Regions from separate parts of the Danio rerio genome. Here regions 1 and 3 are each linked to region 2. Evidence: chromatin contacts called from public Hi-C and HiChIP or PLAC-seq data. All regions are on one chromosome and are shown on one strand. Each heading gives the region's core, a stretch centred on a gene start, on an enhancer-like site or on the middle of the called end of the contact. The rest is flanking DNA. Distances are from core to core; before and after follow the strand shown. Region 1 holds the start of ell (elongation factor RNA polymerase II). Region 2 holds the start of si:dkey-172o19.2. Region 3 holds the start of dot1l (DOT1-like histone H3K79 methyltransferase).

Region 1 (4,682 bases), core at 62-2,561, 350 kb before region 2:
TTCTTTAAACTGTTTGCTAGATGTGCATTTTCTGAAGAAGTACTAAAAGTAGTACTAAATAACAATATAACTAGCTGAGTGAAGTAGTACAATAAATATAATGTCTCGTTTGTGACGTATGGGTTCGATAAGATTAAACTTTCTATTTAACATGTGTTCGATGTGAATTGCATGATGTGACGAAAACTTGTCTTTCCCTGGAGTCTAGTGGGGCAATCCCTATTCATGGGTTTTTTTTTTCCAGGCATTGACGTTTTTCTGACGCAGTTCTGTGAAGGTTCAATCCAAATCCTTCCCCCACCCCCAGCCAAGAGTTTACATTGTACAAAACACAGCCAAACATGGTTAATTCACACATTTCAAAACGAAATGTTTCCCTTATTGTCGATAAAACTTCGAAAAGAAATCATACAGTAGTAATAAAACTATCTATCTAATGACGCCATTCATCGGTCATTTGTAGACACATCTAATTCGCGAGAAAGAATTGTTTGAGTCGGATCTTTTCAGTGAAAGATTCGAATCGGTGGATCTCGAGTAACCAATTGTGACTCAAACTACTGCTTTAAAGAATGTTTATTGTACAGTAGCAGAAATTATGTTACCACAAGCGTATATTTAAAGTCTATAACAGCAACTTTCAGCTGGGGCCATTTTAAAGATATATGAGGTTTGGTTATTGCAAAAATACCTTACTGTAAATTAAGTCAGAGAAGTATTATAATGTATTCCACTGTTTCTGCCTAGCTAGTAGCTAACTAAAGAAATAAACTTGATATATGCAAGATTTGTTTTGAAACTAACACTTCTGTATATTGTAATACTTTTTGCATAATTGTGATGTGACCAAAAGTTGTGTAGTTAGTTACAGATAAAACTGCTGACAAGAGTTTTTTTCTCATACGTTTACCACTTCTCCTAGCCAAATATATCTGTAAATGTAGATTATTAAAAATATGCCACATTTTAAGGTTTTATAAAACACTGCCACGTTTTGAAATCCTCCCAGTATCCTAAAATAAATATAATAAAGCAAGGAAAATACTTTTTTTTCATTCCTTTTTACAAAACACTTAAAATGCATAGTAATACGTACTATTAAAGGACTTTAAGCGCATGTAATATCACTGACCAGGTAAAAGAACAGGTGAATAATTTTTGAACCGGCTTTTTGAACTGCTCGAAAGAACCGAGTCGCCGGGCTCCCCATCACTGGTCATCTCTCTCGTGATTACTGCGAAGCCACGCCCCTTCCCGCCTGTACGTAATTCACGCCGGATGAATATTCATACTCTCCGCTCGAGCTGCTTGTTGCGTTCACGGCAGAGGCGCGTGAGCGTGGTGGGAAATGCGAGCAAGATGGCGGCGTTGAAGGAGGAGCAGTGTTACGGACTGTCCTGTGGAAGAGTGAGCAATGGCAGCAAAATCTCCGTCTATCACGTCAAGCTGACAGACAGCGCTCTGCGGGCGTTTGAGGACTACCAGAGCAACAAGGTAAGACGCGCGTCGAGCGCAACGCGAGGCTGGATAAACAGAGCTAACAGGCTAACAGTGAACAGCAGGCGACAGTTATTTCCCTGCCTGACAGCAAATCACCCACTCAGCTCAACACATTCCCCTTAAAACGAGCAGGAACTTCGGTGTGGCGACCCAGTCCCTGCCCTTTGCTGTTGGTGGCTTCCTTATCAAGCACTTCTTGCGCCAATGAAGCCGTTAATTGAGCCCACAGCAGGTGATAAAAGAAAATAAGTTGTTAGATGTGTGTTAGTCTGGTGGCAGACTGTCTTGTTTGGTTTAAAGCACTTGGCTGCCTGGTGGAAAAACTGGAAGTGTGTGGGGAATATTTGGTTTTATTTCCCACCTTTATTTTAGACCCAGGAAGTCTTGGAAATTACGGATTATAAAGTTTTGATAATTTAAATTATAGGTTTACATATTTCTGGTTATGCTGGATTCACAACGGGGGGCCCTCAGCAAACTTGTTAATGGCCACAGTGAATTAGTAATGGCAAAGTTAAAGATCCCCACGAGCAAAATGGTTAGATTTGGGTATGAGTAGTATGTGGTTTTTTATTATTATTTTACAGCAGTCTGTTTCTTCCAATTAAAAAAAAAAACTATTTAGAACCTTTTATGAAGCAAATGATGTTAAAATTGTGATTTATTCCACCAGATATTGGTTTTCTAACACAAAACAAACATAAACATGCCTGATAGCTTGGCACTTTATTTTTTGCTAAACAAATTTAATAAATTATTTATATGACAATTTATTTAGAATTTAGAAAAAATGTCATTTGTAGTTTACAGAATAAAATAAAAGTTATGTTTTACAGTAGGGCATAATTAAAAGTTCCGGTAGACGTTAATAAAAAACAGTTTATTGGGTGATTTAATAGATGGCATAATTAATACTCATTACAACTACTGTTTTTACGCTACTGTGATGGTTTGGTCTAGGGTTGGGGTGGGGGTGGACTTTCTCAAAATACAATACATGGAAAATTTTATAATTAATATAATAAATTCTCGTTAAACTCAGGCCTCAACTGTATCCGATCTGGCAACAACCGTTCGCTGCGGTGCAAAGTTAAAGCTTGGCGAACTCTGATATGTGTAATTGCATCACTTGATCCAATAAGAAAAATTGAACATCAAAACATGACCTCTGTACAGAAATGTAAAATATGGACCAATTGCTTATTATTTTTGATTTTTTTAATATAAATGTCTTATCTTGTTTAATCTTGGCTCTTTTCGCAGTGTCGTACTACAGATTTTCACATGCTCAAACTTGAGTGTGACTGCGGCATCATTCAGTGCAACATTTATCTAAAAATAAAACACATTTTTATCTGTACTTAAAAATGTTTTATTATATTTGATAAACTTGCTGAAAAGTTTTTTTTTTTTTGAAGGACATTAAAGAAAAAATGGAACAAAATATTGTGGAAAAAATAATTATTATTTACTTTAAAACAAAGTCTTCTCTAACAAAAAAAAAAACCTAAACATGTATGTTAGCTTGGCACTTTATTTTTTGCAAAACAAATGTAATAAATTATTTAGATGACAAATTTGTTTGATTTAAGAAGAATTGTCATTAGTAGTTTAAAGAATAAAGAGAAAGTAAAATTTTACAGTAACGTATTATTAAAAGTTCACAAATATTATTGGTAGAAGAATGTTCTATTGTCAAGCCGTGGTCTTACTGGACTTACTGGTCTCCCTATAGACTTCCATTTAAACGCATGCAAATGCATCAGGCTGGAAATGCAAGCTCGTGCGACAAGTTTCGTATTTTGCTGTGGTAAAGTCTAGATCGGATACATGACCAGCCGGAAGTACGATATGCACATCAATATAGCAGCACTTTTACTAGCACTATAACAATAATATTGGGGTGAGGGTAGGCGTTCAAAATTAATTTATTGGGTAATTTATTAGATCGCATAAATAATACTCAGTACAGCTACTGTTTTTACGTTACTGTAATAGGTTGGGTTTAGGGTTGGGGCAGGGGTAGACGTTAATAAAATACAATAAATGGGATATGGCCGCAACCATATCTGATCTAGCAACAACCGTTCGCTGCATTCAAAGTTAAAGCTTGGTGAGCTCTGACCTGTGAAATCGCATCATGTGACTGCGTAAGACCAATAGAACATCAAAACATGACCTCTATGGACAGAAATGTAAAATTTCCACAATTGCTCACTTTTTTAAAATGTTTAATCCTGCGCCGTACTACAGAATTTTCCATGCTCAAATTCGAGTGTTACTTCAGCATCATTGTGTAACATTTATGTAAAAATAATTTTTTTTTATCTCTACTTATAAAAAAACATTTATTATATTTTGTAAACTTGATGAAAAAAATTGTTTTAAAGTACATTAAGGAAAAATGGGGCATAAGATTGAATTATTGTTTACTTTAAAACAAAGTCTACCAGTTTTCCAAACCACCAAGCTTATCTGCTTTATCTAAAAACAAAGATAAAGCAATGTGAGGTAGTCAGGATTTGACTGAACCCATGACGTCGCATTGATAACATTTGTTTGTTGAATATGTAGGTCCTAGGAACGATTGCTCAACCTTCCAAGCTGTAGAAGTTTGCTTTTGATAAGAAAGATTCAGCTTTCTGCCAAATGAGCCTGAACCAGTGGTTTCTATTTTAATCCAGTCCCTGCTACTAATTTAAACTCTCTTTTAGGTGGACGCTCTTTTCCTCATAGCAAAGCGGTGAACATGCTCCCTTTGAGATTGTCAGTGGTTAATACCATTGGAATCCATTAGTGAACAGTGCATAAACACGGTTGCCACATCTTCAAAAAACCCCAAAGTGAATAATTCATTGCGTGTTTTGCGTGACTTTGTCTGCTAGATTAAAGGATCATGATCTGTTGCAGACACAACAAGGTGGTCAGGTAGACAATATTTGATAATAACATGCATTGGTTTAACTGTGCTGTTTCAGATCAAAGGAAGATGCTTTTGATGCGCCGTTCGTGTTCGGTATAATAAAGCCAATGCAACTCGAGCCGAGACGCAACAAAGGCCAAGACTCTCCGTATTTAAACTGGAGTGGAAGTTGAGTCACAATTCTGATGTCAGTTAATTGGACGATAGGAATAAAATTACAGCTTTCGGTCTACACCCAAACTGGTGGTAATAGAGTGGT
Region 2 (4,373 bases), core at 1,476-3,975:
TCTAGATGAAAAAATATTATCAGATATACTGTGAAAATTTCCTTGCTCTATTAAACATCATTTGGGAAATATTTAAAGAAGAAAATAGTTCAAAGGGATTAAATAATTCTGACTTCAACTGTATATACATATATATACTGTATAGTGTAGATTTTGAAACTTGAATCTGATTTAAAATCAATCAAACAAATGGCTGTTATGATGATAAAACGATTATTTACTTTTATTACAAATGGACAACATCTTCATATTTGCTACATAGACATATGCAAGTTCATCATTTAATAAGCTGAAAGGAGTTTTAACTTGCAAATCACTACATGAAGCATAGCTAATATGGACAGTTCACCTAAAAATTACAGTGTTTACATAATTTACTTTACCTTCATGTCACTTTTAATGTGTGTGATTGTCTTGTACATATTTTGAAAATAGTTTTTGTACATATCAAACAGGTCAGTGGGGTCTACAACCAACTGATTGGTTGGACTAACAATTTATATGGACAAAAAATAATAATAAATTGAGACATTTTAATGTAATGAAAATCATACACATTTGGAATGACGTGAGTGTAAGTAAAACATGATGGAAGCTTCATTTTATTGGGGGTGAACTATCAATTAAAGATATATTTCGGCCAAATCTGAAAATAATTATTTAACACTTCACTTAAGCCTTTTCAAGTTTCTTTCTTCTGTTGAGCATAGAGATATTTTGAAAAAATGTTAGAAACTTATTACCACTGACCCTGTTAAAAGTTTCTAACATGTTCCTTTGTTGTGTTCAACAGAAGAAACTCATAAAGGTAGGGAACCACTTTAATTTGGGGTTAACTACAGTATGCCTTTAAAAGCCGTCTATTATCACAGTAATATAGAAAAGATAACTGTTCAGGCAACATTATTGCCGATTAAGAGTTCTCTGGGCAAAATATTCTTCTGAGCTGCCCTGAGATCTCAGCAGACAGCATGCTATACCTGCTGTTGAAGTTCCAGAGAGACTTTACTCCATTAAGAGATCCATCTGTGTCTCGCAGCGACACAGGGAAGGACGACGGCCAGCTGGGGTGAAGGGGAGACGGACGCAAAGACGACGAGCCCCAGGGTAACATCTGGCTGTTGTTCTGGCTGGCAGAGTGGCTCAGGCCTGGTAACAACTGGGGAGGGGGCGGTGAAGCCGCAGATGCTTTTTGGGCAGGAAACAATTGTGGGTGGCTCGGTGGGTCGTTGCTTGAAGAGACCTGTGGGTGAGATGCTGGATCCGCCTCTACTGGGTCAACAATGTTGTCCAAATGGCCAACCTGTGAAGGTAGGTTTGCACTTTTAGGTGGCACCCTCAAGGGCGAGATGAATGGAGATGAGCTGTGTGGTGACCAAGAGGGGTACAGATCTGGGACTTCAGCTGGAAGAGGAGCAGCACTGGTAGCCAAACCCCACAGGGAAGGCTTGAGATGGGACATAACAGGATAGGGAAAGGGCATGATGGGATGATTGACATCCAGACTTCGTGCGATTCCCATGTGATACTGCAGACTCAGCACCTCAGCCCTGAGCTGGGCATTCTCTTCGCTCAGCGCCAGAAGCTGTCCCTCCAGCATGAAGTCATTGAGTCGACGCTTCTCTCTGGACCGTTTGGCAGCCTCGTTGTTCTTCTTTCGCTTGACCCAATATGACGCGTCTTTTTTCTCTGAGGGGGTCATCTCACGTTTACGCCGTCTGCTGGTAATGAGTGGATTACGGTATGACTGGAAGTGGAAGAGTCGCCTTGCCAGTGTGGACGAGCCGGTGAGCGGAAGACGCCTCCTTAGATTTCCGGGTTCGTCTTTGCTGGCTGAGATCTCACCAGTGGAGGAAGGAAGACAAGCGTCTGCTAGAGGCTCTGGACTTCTGTTGGTACTCATTGTTCTGGTGAGACATAGAACATCACGATCAGTAGGCCCCAATACTTTGATATATACAACTTTTTGTTTTGATAACTACAGAGATCATGTAATTAATTTGTTTTATGATTACTAATGATGCTAGAATTAGGAAGCTTACCATTCATTATAACCTAAATTTGTGATCACTCACTACAGTTTCAGAACTAGAGTAAAAATAAACATGAGAAATTTGTCACCCTACCAAGGAAGCACATAGGACAAATTATATTTTTAAATGTGTAAAATGATGTCTACGACAAGAACACGTCGGGCTCGCGCTTAGCGATGCTTGGTTAGATCTGATGCACACAACCTACCGCAACTGAAGAAATCGACCATGAATAAAAGATCTTAGATATTCACCTGCTAAAATCTAGGCAATTTGTAGGTCATTTGATCTGCTTTTTAAAAACGACGCACTTTGGTTCAGAACCTATCAAAACCACATCACATCAAGCCACAACATCGTCTTCATATCTATCGATCTAGAATTAAATTTCTGCATGTTTGACCTTAGTTTTAAGTTTGCATACACAATACTAAACCAGAATCTAAAGTCTAAACTGAAGACAGCTGTCACAAGAAACATTCACTGTACCTTACCGTACACTGCTGCCACAGGAGGGATGCTGGAGTGACACTGAATTTAAAGGACATCAGCTTAAAGGTAGAGCTTTTAGACTGGAAACATGCAAAGAGTCGCACTCTGCCGACCAATGACTGTCAAGGTGGCAAATGCCTATTGCATGAAAGGAGCAGTAGTAGGTGAGGACCACGTCTTCCTTCCTCAGTCTCAGAGGCGGAGACTTAAAAACAATTTTCTCTGTGGTTTGAGATGACTCACAGTTTTGTTTGTTCTACTTTTTGATTTGAAGAAATTCTGGCAGGTAGACTCAGCATCTGTTTGCGCTTTTATATATTTATGTGTTGAATTTAGCAATAATCTATTTTATTTATTAAATGGTTTTACTCGTGGATTCAGACAAAACTGGCACAATAATAACAAGACTAAATATACACTACCTAACAAAAGTCTTGTCGCCTATCCAAGTTTAGATTACACTAATTTTACCGAAATTAAATATGATCATGTCTTGATTTTTAATTATTTAATTAGGACAGTAAGGTCTGACTGCTCAGACAAAAGTCTTGCCACTTAACAGAAATAATGTACAGTATAGAATATAAAGTCATGCTGCCGTGGAAGAAGAATTATATTGTGTATGACTTCCATGCGCTTGAAGGACTGCATCCATACATCTCTGCAATGACTCAAGTAACTTAATAAAGTCATCTGGAATGACAAAGTAAGCATTCTTGCAGGACTCCCAGAATTCATCAAGAGGCTTTGGATTCATTTTCAATGCCTCCCTCTTCATCTTACTCCAGACATGCTCAACAGTGTTCATGTCTGGTGACTGGGCTGGTCAATCTTAGAGCACCTTGACATTCTTTGCTTTCAGGAACTGTTATGTGGAAGCTGTGCTATCCTGCTGAAGACTTTGCCCTCTCCTGTGGTTTGTAATGTAATGGGCAGCACAAATGTTTTGATACCTCAGGCTGTTGAGGTTGCTATCTACTCTCTCACATGCCCCCACACTGAATGTAACCCAAACCATGATTATTCCTTCCCCAAACTTGATAATTTCTATAAGAATCATGGATCCATGAAGGTTCCAATAGGTTTTCTGTGTTATTTGTGATGATTGGGATGCAGTTTAACAGACGATTCATCTGAAAAAAGCTGCCTTCTGTCACTTTTTTTAAATGTCAAGTTATTATTTGTTGCTCTTACATCTGGGATTGACGACAAGACTTTTGTCAGGTAGTCTATGTGCATAAAAACACAATTGTATTACTACTTCATAATTGAAATGGCATATGCAAGCATGGGCATGTGCACATAGTACAATATTATTTTAATCATTCTGTATCTAGATGATTGGTCAACATCTTCATTCACAATTTAATCATCCAACAGCCGCGTATCACTGCACCACACAATTCTTAATCATTGTAGCAACATCACAATCAATATAGTGCATATATTTTGTATATGTCAGCAAAATCACTTAAAGTCTAGTAGGGATACAGCTATGGCGTAAAGTTAACAGAATTATTTCTACAACAAAATTACTGCACAACATAACTACTGTATTTACATTACTGTGAGATGTAGGTTTAGGGTTGGGACTTGGGGCAGATGTTAATAAAATATAATTTATTGGTTAATTTAATAAATAATATAAATATTTTTGTTATAATTACTGTTTTTACACTATTGTGGGGTGGTAGGTTTAGGGTTAAGGGGTACATGTTGTTAAAATCCATTAATTAATTTATTAATTCATTCATTTTCCTTCGGGTCCTTTTATTCATCAGGGGTTGCCACAGCGGAATGAACCGCCAACTTATCCAGCATATGTTTTAAGCAGCGGAAGCTCTCACA
Region 3 (4,720 bases), core at 166-2,665, 270 kb before region 2:
CCCTTGTATCAAATGTTGCAAAATGTTAAAAATTTATATTATTTTTGAATATTTGTTTTATTATATTGGCAATATGCATTAATCTTATAAAACATATGAATCAAAACACTGCAAACTCTAATGTGGAAGTGAAAAATAAGGTTTGTCTATTATCAGTGGGACATTAATAACAGTGTTACTTTCGTCCCCACAGGAACTCTTGCCATTTAAACCTGATTAACTTTTAAACTGAAATACTCAGATATTTATACTCAAGGATGTGTTATTGCACTAAATAACCTGTAGATTGATCATCATTGTGACACATGAAAAGAGAAGCACAATGTGTAATAATGAAAAAAAAAAAAAACACTACAATACTGTACATTTTGAAATTAAAAACAGAAATTTGGCGCTAACTGTGGGACACCGTCCTGAAATCATCTGTGCCACATTACTTTCGTTCAATTTCTTACACAGATGAACAATTCACTTCATAAGACCTGTGTATTGTATTTTTATTAACATTTTCATATCAAAACTGTCAATATGCAGGTAAAAATTGACTTGAATTGACTTGTATGGCTTCTGCTAAAAAATATTTTTGAAGGTTAAAAAAAAAGTCATCTATATTTTGAATGATGTAACGGTGAGTTTTTTTTTAATGTAATGTAGTTATTTTTTTACATTTTTGGCTGAAGAATCCCCTTAAAATTTGCAAAAGTGGCCTTTTATGATTCATTCATTTAATATCTTTTTTTCAGCTTAGTCCCTTTATTAATCTGGGGTCGTCACAGCTGAATGAACAGCCAATTTATTTTATTTAATTATATTATTTATGTTTTACGCAGCTGATACCCTTCCATGACTGGGAAACACCCATACACTGCCATTCACACATGTACAGTAGAGATAAATTAGCTTACCCAATTTACCTATTGTGTATGGTACAAGTCTATAGACTTGTGTGGTGTAAACCGGAGCACCCCGTGGAAACCCATACGAACACGAGGAGAACATGCAAACTCCACACAGAAATGCCAACTGACACAGCTGAGGCTCGAACCAGCAATGTTCTTGCTGTGAGGCGATTGTGCTACCCACTGCACCACTGTGATGTGGTCTTTCATTATATGTAAATTATGTTTTATATTGTTTATTGTAAATTTAAATTAAATTTAGGTCCTAAATGTTGTTTTTAAACATTTCTACGGAGATTATGAGATAAACTGAATAGAGACGTTTATTAAACATTTAATCAAAAAAGCCTAAACAATGGAACGTTTTGTACGTCACGGTTCAAATGAACGTCAGACACCTTCTGATGACGTAAAAGACTCGTTTGAGCTCTCTTCTGTGAAATGAACAAAAGAATCGATTCGCGGGAATGAATCGGACAACCCATCTCACACACACACACAAGCGCATTTTTTTCATCGTGAGCCGGTCAAGATGGCGGCGGTATTGCCGAGACGGAGCAGCCGCTCGGCTTAATCGATCACTTTCTCTAAATCATCGGGGCAGATCGGATAAAATCGACCAAATTGTCCGACGCAACTTTGTGAAATCGCCTTTGATTTGCGATATACAACGTGAGGCCCTATCGCGTTAAACCGGGTGTTTTTTCACGGAAAATGCTCTTACTCTAGTGTGTCTCGTCCATTAACTGTATTGGGGAGAATGGGAGAAAAGCTGGAGTTAAAACTGAAGTCGCCGGTCGGAGCCGAAGCTGCAGGCTATCCGTGGCCCTTACCTGTATATGTAAGTACTATCCGTCTTATTGTTTTAATATAAACCAAACCGACACCGGGATTCCCTTGCCGATCAGGCGAAGTGGGTCATGTAACGTTAGGTAGAGTACAACGTGTTTCAAACCGAGTAAATAATGTGCTAATGTTTTTAATACTAATGTCGTGTTCTATTAATGTTTTAAGATATAACAATCGCTTAAAATTAGGGCACGAGAGTGTCAGCATACCTTAAAGTGTTGGATGTAATCGTCTAACGTGCAAATGTTCATAAGGATGCCCGGAATACCACTATTAGAGGAACATTAACGTTAGCTGGACTTTAAAAGGCACAATTAGTTGCAAAAAAAGTCTTATAACCTATTATAAGTATTATATTTGAATCGCAGGAAACACTGTGTGTAGCCTGCTGACCCAGTTGGCCATCTCGTGTTATAGTGGTTGTGTTTCTAATCCTAGGAAGCTGTCTATATAGGGTGCGTGTGTAAGTTTGCAGTTCAAATGCTAAATAATATGAAATGCTGTCATTATTCAAGTATTTAGAATTCGATTACTAATATATTTTGTTGTGTGATTGTTCCAGCGACTGTTTCTATACTTTGTTTAATACGTTATTCGACGTGCTCGTAACATTTATTTTGATTAAGCTGACTTGTCATAATTGACTAAAACCGTTGTTCACAATATACCAAAACAAAGTCTGCACTTACCATTGATCTGTTCTGTTGTCGTGTTATCACTCTCTCGATTCATTGAACTACTAAATACGAGTAGTGATCCGCACACTACGAAGGCAGCTCAATAGTTTGACACACGACCGCTAGCGTTTTCTAAAACCTCCCATAACAGAGAATGCGTTTATAACGCTTTCCCGTTTACTTCAGAAAACTACATTTTGTTTATCAACAAATAGTTTGTGCATAGATTAATCCTAAAACGTCAAATTGTGTGACTGTATTCAAACGAGTGTTTATAGCGAATGAAATTGCACGCTAGCCGTCATGCTAACAGTCAGATAGCAAGGCTAGCTAACTTTATCGCTTTTTAGCAAACACTTGCAGCCGTCAAACACTAGATAACTTAAACAGGGTGAATATCTGTCAGGCATATTTGTGTACAGAACTGCGCTGGATAGATAAAGGTCAAATAAGCATCGTACCGGTGAAATATGGCACGAAGGGGTGTTAAACAAAAGGCGAGTAGTGCTTTCGGGCGAGAGGACATTATCTCCATATTGTTAGTGTTTTATTGACAGCTAGCTCTAATTTGTGTGCTGCAACTGCCATCTTAGCGTTTTAACATTGTAGGTCGTTTCTTTACACTATTGGATGTTGAATTATTCTAGTATGACAGCACATACTGTTTTGAAACATTGTATATCCTCCTGGATGTGTCAGATTTGTCACTTTTGGTCATTTGGTAGCCCTTGCTCTGGGATTGTGTTGAATTTTTGGCAGAAACATGTCTCCTTAAAGAGGCAAACTGTCACAACGACACTCGTATGGCTGACATTTCTTGAAAAACAAGTATGTAATGTTCATTAGGAAATTTGGCGATAACTGTCTTAAAACTTGCTGGACTTGAAGATTGGGTTATTAAAGATTAATTTCCTTGTTTTATGTTAGCATTGAAGTTTTTTTAAATTAACTTATTAATAGTTCACCATCTCTAAATGAACCAATTAATCTAAACTTAGATTTTTCTTCATCTGTTGAACACAAAACAAGGTATGGAATGTTGGGCAAAAGCAGCCATTGAGATCCATAGTAAACACAAAAATACTACTTTGGAAGTTAATAGGGCTACACAATACTGGAAAAAAAATCGGGCATTGCGTTATTTTGTTTCTCTGCGATATAAATTGCGATATTAAAAAACTTCACCGGATGGCTTGAATGTCTGTATTTGGGAAAAATTCTTAATCAAGATTGATTGGGTGGATTTTGTAAGGGGAAAGTTATACAGTAGAGAAAAGAGAATGAGTCAAACAAGTATTTAGGAACAGAAATTGAGTAATGAAATCTAAAATAACGCTTTATAGTCTTAATTTTATTAATAATTCAGTAAAATTATTATTCGTTAAAGTTGCAAAGTTACTTTATTGTGCCCAAATGTTTTAACTCTCTTGTGCATGCTTTTTTAAGGCATTTTATTAGAAACTTTCACTTTGTTTTGGTTATACTTTGCGATGACTCATGTATTCTCAACTTTTGTGCTTATCAACTAACGCTATGTTAACTCTGTGTGAATGGTCTTTTCTGGAAAAATTAGGGAACGTACGTGCTTCTGTGAACACCTTTTTTATGAATTTACCGGTAAAGTCGTTCTGGAAATTGTCCGGATATTTACCAGTATCACTGTGTGAAAGGGGCTAATGACAACAGGACCAAACAGTATTGCTGCTTCAGAATATTTCAGACATATTATGGACACATAGGTGGAGTAAAGCCACAGCACACGCAACAACTTGATCTTCCATCATTAAATAAATTTGATAAAATGCATGCCACATTATTTATATGCAACATTTTTTTCTGCTAGCAAGCATGTTTTTCTGCAAGTGATTTGCTGATATGCTGCAATGGCCCAAACAAATGTTTTCACAGCTTGTTGACATAATGGAGCACTTCTGTTTATGGATTGAGCCAATTAACTTATTTTATTTTGTCGTTGTCTTCGGCTTGTGTTTTCCTCATCTCTAAAGCCTTATTCATACTACCAATGGTTTTGTTGCTGGCTTTCACGCTGAATTGAAACTAGTGGGTGTTCCTACCTTGAGCTTGCTTGGGCAATGTTTATGAATGATATTTGCTGACAGCAAATGTTTCCTTGTTGCTGAAAATAATAATGTTGCCGATTAAATACTTAACTACATAGATGAACAAACCAAACTGTGTCATAGTGGCTATTAATCTGCAACAATCGTAAAAGTCTGTTGGTCTAAAGCACAGAGAATACAACCGGCTGGTGCATGAGCTAAGAGAGGATCACAT

Evidence for each region. A called contact is a pair of places that touch in the nucleus more often than the background predicts. HiChIP or PLAC-seq counts read pairs in DNA pulled down with a chosen protein or histone mark.
Region 1: a Hi-C map of embryo shows a contact between it and region 2, with 2.1 times the contacts expected there. The contact joins the promoter of ell here to the promoter of si:dkey-172o19.2 in region 2. A contact is called at or near these places in 2 of 18 Hi-C or Micro-C datasets (embryo and hematopoietic stem cells).
Region 3: an H3K4me3 HiChIP or PLAC-seq map of embryo shows a contact between it and region 2, with 2.9 times the contacts expected there. The contact joins the promoter of dot1l here to the promoter of si:dkey-172o19.2 in region 2. A contact is called at or near these places in 3 of 18 Hi-C or Micro-C datasets (caudal fin, embryo and hematopoietic stem cells) and 1 of 4 datasets of contacts at active chromatin or transcription factors (embryo).

Annotation. Positions count from the first base shown.
Region 1 is chr22:20,733,995-20,738,676 of GRCz12tu, reverse strand. It overlaps ell (elongation factor RNA polymerase II), which reads left to right and starts at 1,311. Exons shown (of 12, transcript NM_199707.1): 1 at 1,311-1,494. The coding sequence starts at 1,360. The region is part of intron 1 of LOC141380320 (a long non-coding RNA gene); the gene reads right to left. fkbp8 (FKBP prolyl isomerase 8) reads left to right here. Exons shown (of 9, transcript NM_200884.1): 9 at 1-9.
Region 2 is chr22:20,389,447-20,393,819 of GRCz12tu, reverse strand. It overlaps si:dkey-172o19.2, which reads right to left and starts at 2,725. Exons shown (of 2, transcript XM_005170532.6): 1 at 2,528-2,725; 2 at 192-1,907. The coding sequence starts at 1,903. The coding sequence ends at 914.
Region 3 is chr22:20,653,547-20,658,266 of GRCz12tu, reverse strand. It overlaps dot1l (DOT1-like histone H3K79 methyltransferase), which reads left to right and starts at 1,415. Exons shown (of 28, transcript XM_073937797.1): 1 at 1,415-1,740. The coding sequence starts at 1,660. All of the region lies in intron 1 of LOC141380320 (a long non-coding RNA gene), which reads right to left.